Linked DNA regions of Drosophila melanogaster: region 2 is linked to region 1. The links are chromatin contacts, called in public Hi-C maps. All regions are on one chromosome and are shown on one strand. The core of a region is the stretch at or near the end of the contact, and the rest is flanking DNA. Distances in the headings are between cores, read along the strand shown.

Region 1 (3,157 bases), core at 327-2,826:
TCCTACTTATATTTGATGCCATCAATGACTCACTTTGTTTGCTTGCGCTGAATATATACATATGTACATATCTTTGTAAAAAGAATTTAATTGAAAATGATGCTAATTGTTCTTGCGATTCCTGTGCCAGATCCGAAAATGTTCGAGCCCAACAACAGGCCCTGGGCAAGCAGAAGTACGACTTGTCCAAGTGGAAGTACTCGGAGCTGCGTGATGCTATCAACACGTCCTGTGATATTGAGCTGCTGGAGGTAAGTCTTCAAAAGGAATTGCTCACTTAACACTTGGATTAATCCCATGATTTTGCAGGCCTGCCGTCAGGAGTTCCATCGCCGCTTGAAGGTGTACCACGCCTGGAAGGCAAAGAACCGCAAGCGCACCACCATGGATGAAAACGAGCGTGCGCCACGCAGCGTTATGGAAGCTGGTAAGTAAATAGCACTGAAATCTATATTTTATTTTATAATCCTATCAACCATATCGATTGCAGCCTTCAAGCAGCCGCCTTTGGTTCAGCCAATCCAGGAGATTGTGACCGCCCAGCATCGCTACTTCCGGATTCCCTTCATGCGAGCCAATGCGCCGGACAACAGTGAGTGTTCGCCGCGACTATAAAATAATGAAATATTCAAAGTTTAATGATAAATCCCCTGCAGCCAAGCGCGGCCTGTGGTATGCCCACTTTGATGGCCAGTGGATCGCACGCCAGATGGAACTGCATGCGGACAAGCCGCCAATTCTACTGGTAGCCGGAACGGACGACATGCAGATGTGCGAACTGAGCCTGGAGGAGACGGGTCTGACGCGCAAGCGCGGCGCCGAGATCCTGGAGCACGAGTTCAATCGCGAATGGGAGCGCAACGGGGGCAAGGCTTATAAGAATTTGGGTGCGGCAAAACCGAATGGGCCGGCTGCAGCAATGCAGAAACAACAGTAGACCCCCAATACGACAAACAGGCACTGCATTGATCAAATACGTTGCCGTTTCGATGGTCAATAGGTCAAAATTGGTAACTAACGAAACTCGAAAATAAGTTTTTGTCAGTCAAATTTTACGGAAAGCGACCACGTCCATAAAACATTTTTAGTAAATATAACTATATTTGATTAGAAATGTGTATCCTTTAATTTGGATTCCGATCCCATTTGCCCAATCATTTTGTGCGCGCCCGGACTGTTTTTGGGGGCCTTATACACTTAGCTATACAAATATATATCTCTAATTAAGTGAATCTTATGATGTAAAAGGAAACGGCAAGTTGTATTTAGTATTTAACTAATTACCATTTAAATTGTGTATTTAGTTCACTGCGATGTATTTACATAATTGAATATATATATATATATATTTTACAGTATTTTAAAAATAAATATTTGAAGTGAATATTTGAATCAAAATGAAATATGAAATATATGAGAACTTAAACGTAACTCAAAATTACCCCTGAGCTTAGTGTGAACGAGTCGATTTATTTAGTTTTCATCAATCTCTTAGTGTGCACAATCTATTTTATGGAAAATAGTGTGACCCTCCTGCATAAGTCAGGGTGACCATCAAAACATCGCCCATGCGATAGTACTGCAAAATAAGGTCACCATAAATTGGCAACACTGGCACCGGTCTGAAATAAGCCAATTTGTGTTTAAGCCCATTTATCTGTGTTAAAAGCCAGCTCGGGACTAACAGGTGATTCATTCAATATGCCCACCATTGGAGTTAAACGTGATCTGCTCTTCGAGGCGCTCGGCAAGACGTACAGTGAGTTTGAAAAGTCCACGTGTAATCACGTTTTCATCGCTTGGAGCTCCCTAATATTTACCTCTTTCCCGTAGCCGATGATGAGTTCCAGGATCTCTGCTTTGCCTTCGGGTTGGAGCTGGACGAAGTGGTAGGTGCTGCTGACTAATAAAGAGTACAAACATGTTAAAATCCCGTGAAATAATGCCCACAGACCACGGAGAAGCAGATGCTGACCAAGGAACAGGGCGATGTGGCAGCGGCGGCCAATGCCAGCGAGGAGATCATATACAGAATCGACATACCCGCCAATCGGTATGATCTGCTCTGTTTAGAGGGCTTGGTCACGGGTCTGCTGGTATTCCAGGGAAAGTAAGTTCGATGCATCGCTTTCCTATTAATGGAACTATGCTACAGGATGGAACTATGCCCTTTCAGACTCAAGCCCCCTAAGTTCCAGTTTGTGGAGCTGGCCAAGAGGCAGGTGCTGAAGATTGACCCTTCGACGGCGCAGATCCGTCCGTACGCTGTGGCCGCTGTGCTCCGGAACGTGACTTTTACGCAGGCCTCCTACAACAGCTTCATCGATCTGCAGGACAAGCTGCATCAGAACATCTGCCGGAAGCGTACTCTGGTGGCTATCGGAACGCACGATCTGGACACCCTACAGGGACCCTTCAGTTACGAGGCTCTGGCGCCGGATCAAATCAAGTTCAAACCACTTAACCAAACCAAGGAGATGACTGGCAGCGAGCTCATGGACTTCTATTCCACGCATGCGCAGCTGAAGCAATATCTGCCAATCATTCGGGAATCACCGGTTTATCCAGTGATCTACGATGCCAACCGTGTGGTGCTTTCACTGCCGCCCATCATCAACGGTGATCATTCCAAGATTACGCTGAAGACCAAGAACGTATTCATCGAGTGCACGGCCACGGATAGAACGAAGGCAAAAGTGGTGCTGGACACCATTGTGTGCCTCTTTTCCGAGCACTGCGCCCAGAAGTTTACCGTGGAGCCGTGCGATGTGGTGCAACCCGATGGCAGTGTGATCTCCTATCCGGAACTGGAGGTGCGCGAGGAGAGGATATCGGTAAAGCGCGCCAATGCCTATATTGGCATCGATGAGCCGGCGGAAAAGCTCGCAGATATGCTGACGCGCATGTATCTGGAGGCCAAGGTCGATGGCGACTCGCTGGTGGTTAAGATCCCGCCCACACGGCACGACGTCATCCACGCGTGCGACATCTACGAGGACGTGGCTATTGCCTACGGCTACAACAACATTAAGAAGTCCCTGCCTGCATTCATGCAAATTGCCAAGCAATTCCCACTTAACAAACTGACCGAACAACTGCGCGAACAGGTGGCCCAGGCGGGCTTCACCGAGGCGCTGACCTTTACGCTCTGCTCACG
Region 2 (3,016 bases), core at 495-2,994, 1.7 Mb before region 1:
CCTGTTTGGATGGTGAGTGCTGGCCCAAGCCTCTCTTGATACTCTCGATGAACTGCTTGGCCGAGAAGTCCTTGTCCCGGGACGTGGATTGCGCTGACTTCGAGGCAACCTTTTCCTTGTCCTTTTCCTTCTCTTTCTCCGACTGCTGAAGTTCGTTAACAACAGCCTCAAGGCAAGAGGGATTCAATATCAGCAAGAGCATTTGAAGCGGCCAAACAAGAGTCTTGCTTTTCTTGTTTTCGGTTTTAAAGTACTCTACAAAGTCCATCAGGGGTTCCCAGCAGCTAAACGAAACAGGATCAATTAATGTGACTTTAAAAACGCTTGTAATTCCTCTTACGTTGATATATCTCGATTGGTTCCTCGTTGCAAGTCCTGGAACTCTTGTGGATGGTACTCGATCCAGTTCCAAATAGCCTTCTCCAGCGAGTAAAGCAAGATCAAAGGTGGAGCACGCTTCGATCGAAACTTTGTGATGGTTTCTGGAAACGTAAAACGTTGTTTAACCTTTCCGAAATATTAAAAAAGTTAGTTTACCTTGTAGCAGCTTGGTTAGCTTTATCATATCCATATCGATGTGTTGAATTAATTCTATGTCGTTGTAGTCCGGGTTTTCCTCGGAACAGGATGTCAGCTCTTGAATCCTGGCCGATATGCGATTGAACACCGCCGAGAAGTGATTCTGGGACAAGGCAAAGAGCACCTTGGATGCCAGGGCCTTGAGCTGGGCGGCATTCGGATTGCTGTCGCTCTGGACGTCGACAAACTGGGAGATCTCGCGCAGCAGAAGCTTCACATTCATGGCCTCTTCAAAACGTGCTGTGTCCTTGGTCTGGTTGGTCAGACAGCGTTCCAGAGTGGTCAGTATGATGACCAGCGACTCAAAGTAGCAACGCTCTGGCTCATGGCGATTTTGAAGGGCCTGCAATGAAATTTTTGTTTAAGTAATTTAATCGTATCCTAGCCCCATAAAATAAGGCAACATAGTTTAAGGGTTAACAATAGAGAATGGAGTACTTACCGCCTCATTGACCCTCTGCAGCATCTTGGTGAGACCGGATATGACAAGGGAGAAGCGGTAGCGCGATATGTGGATCAGACAGGCCACCAATTGGTCCTGGCTCATCCTGGCCTGCGTGCCATAGGCACCGATTCTGTTTGGCAGCTGAAAAAGTAAACCATTGATTGCTCAATTCCACTTCATTCATGCGGGAACCGGTGTTTTTGTTATTGTTGCTATCTCGCTCTCCCACGCATTTGATTGAGAGCTCACACTGACAGAGCGGGTGAGGCACGCACACTCGCAAGGTCGCTGTGAGCATGTGTGGGGGAGGAAGAGGCAGAGCAGCAGGTACATTTTTTCGCTTGCGAAAACGCAACTGCGGAAAAGCGATTGGAAAACACTTGCCTGATCCTCGAAACGTGCCAAAAGGGCGCTAGCCCACTCGCCTGGCTTCTGGGTCATCTTGTTGTGGTGTTTTAACAGTTGTTTATGCGTTTTTTACTGCATTTCAGCAACTAAATAGGGCAGCTTTTCGTTGAGCTTGGGGAGTGGCAATTGGTTGAGTGGCATCTTTGTTCGTTATCCTTGGTGTTTTTTTCAGTTCCTGAGACGTTCACTTCCTTCTCTTCCAACAATTTGGATGGTTTGGCTTTACAAAACGGGCACTGTTTCTTTTTTTATGGGAATTTTCTAAGGGCTTACAGGCTGTTATTTGGATGTTTATATTGTGTGTGTACCGCCTTCCATTTCTTTCACAATACCGAAACGCTTTTATAAGTGATAACAATTACATCCTATCGATATATCGCTTATTTTCAAATAGTGATGGCATCAGACCAACTAGTACTGAATTCATTAGGGTGACCATAAGCCACAAGTAAATGCGCGCGCTCACAGGAGCGTTTAAAAATTCCAAAAATATTTGGCCTTCATTTCGTTCTATCTCATTTGATGCTATTATTTTATATGGTCTAAGTGTTCCAATTAGAAATATAAATGATTTTTAAAACAGATTCAGTTCAGTAAGTATTATTAGTTTATTTAATGTTGTTGTTAATGCATTACAAATTATCAATATTAAATATTTCAGATGGTTTTGTAGCTTGGGTTTTGAGTTAATTCCGTTTGAGTGTGCCTGTTTGGCTCTGTGCAAATTATACATATTTTCCAGCAATACTTAATGTTTATAATGTTTCAGCATTTCGAGCAGTAATAGGTTCAAATCGAGTTCTATCTGTTGTAATTTAGTGTTGCGTCCAACGTTAGTTAATATTTATTCAATTGTTCTATTATTTTACGGTATAAAGTTAGTTTAGCTAGCTAAAAAACACATGTACAGTCGCATATAGGTATATATATGTATATATTTGGTTTTATTGAAAATGTTTGCGTTATTTTTCAAATAACCCTTCTTAAGCTGACAAAAATTTGAGTTTAGGCATAGGCTTATGTTACAATCGTCTTATTGGCCGTTTTTGGGAAGTGAGTTGGGTACTTTATCCAATCAATTAAAGTAAATAAAAAAGTGCTTTAAAAAGGTGAAAAATTTATATATGTGGAAAATTGTGAGCTTGCGGAAAGAGTTTCTTAAACTGTTTTGTGTATATATTTTTGATTTTACTTTGCATTCGATATATGTACGGTTTTCTCATAGATTTAAATGCAGTTATTGATATTTTTAGAGGGTTCTATTAACTTTGCAGTTTTAAGGAGTGTATACATGCACGTACATAGTTGCTATATTACTTTGTTCTAGCTGCTTAACTGGTATCTTGATTTTCTCTTGTATAAGTGGTATATGTTGGCTGCAATGGACGTTTGATGATTATTCGCTTCGAAATTATAGCATAAAGTGCTTGAAACTTAGTCTGCAGATAGCGCAAGATACAAACAGATGATCGTTGTAAATAGAATATGCTCGTATAACTAGTAAGATTTGTATTTAGCTTGCGTTGTTTCGTTATCGCATTCGATTCGATTGGTTTCGTTCTTACAGCTAAGTTTTCCTTTGAA

What was found. Hi-C and Micro-C count contacts between places; a contact is called where the count stands out from the background.
Region 2: a contact with region 1 is called in a Hi-C map of the Kc167 cell line, with 2.4 times the contacts expected there. A contact is called at or near these places in 3 of 107 Hi-C or Micro-C datasets (the D17-c3 cell line, the Kc167 cell line and larval brain).

The regions. Positions count from the first base shown.
Region 1 is chr3R:24,251,098-24,254,254 of dm6, reverse strand. beta-PheRS (Phenylalanyl-tRNA synthetase, beta-subunit) reads left to right here and starts at 1,576. Exons shown (of 5, transcript NM_142980.4): 1 at 1,576-1,759; 2 at 1,834-1,889; 3 at 1,953-2,110; 4 at 2,177-3,157. The coding sequence starts at 1,702. It overlaps jar (jaguar), which reads left to right. Exons shown (of 17, transcript NM_079754.4): 14 at 131-251; 15 at 310-427; 16 at 491-592; 17 at 657-1,429. The coding sequence ends at 937.
Region 2 is chr3R:25,981,741-25,984,756 of dm6, reverse strand. Nf1 (Neurofibromin 1) reads right to left here and starts at 1,744. Exons shown (of 17, transcript NM_001276050.1): 1 at 1,409-1,744; 2 at 1,022-1,165; 3 at 538-922; 4 at 341-482; 5 at 1-284. The coding sequence starts at 1,465. It overlaps fid (fire dancer), which reads right to left. Exons shown (of 5, transcript NM_143196.3): 5 at 2,021-3,016.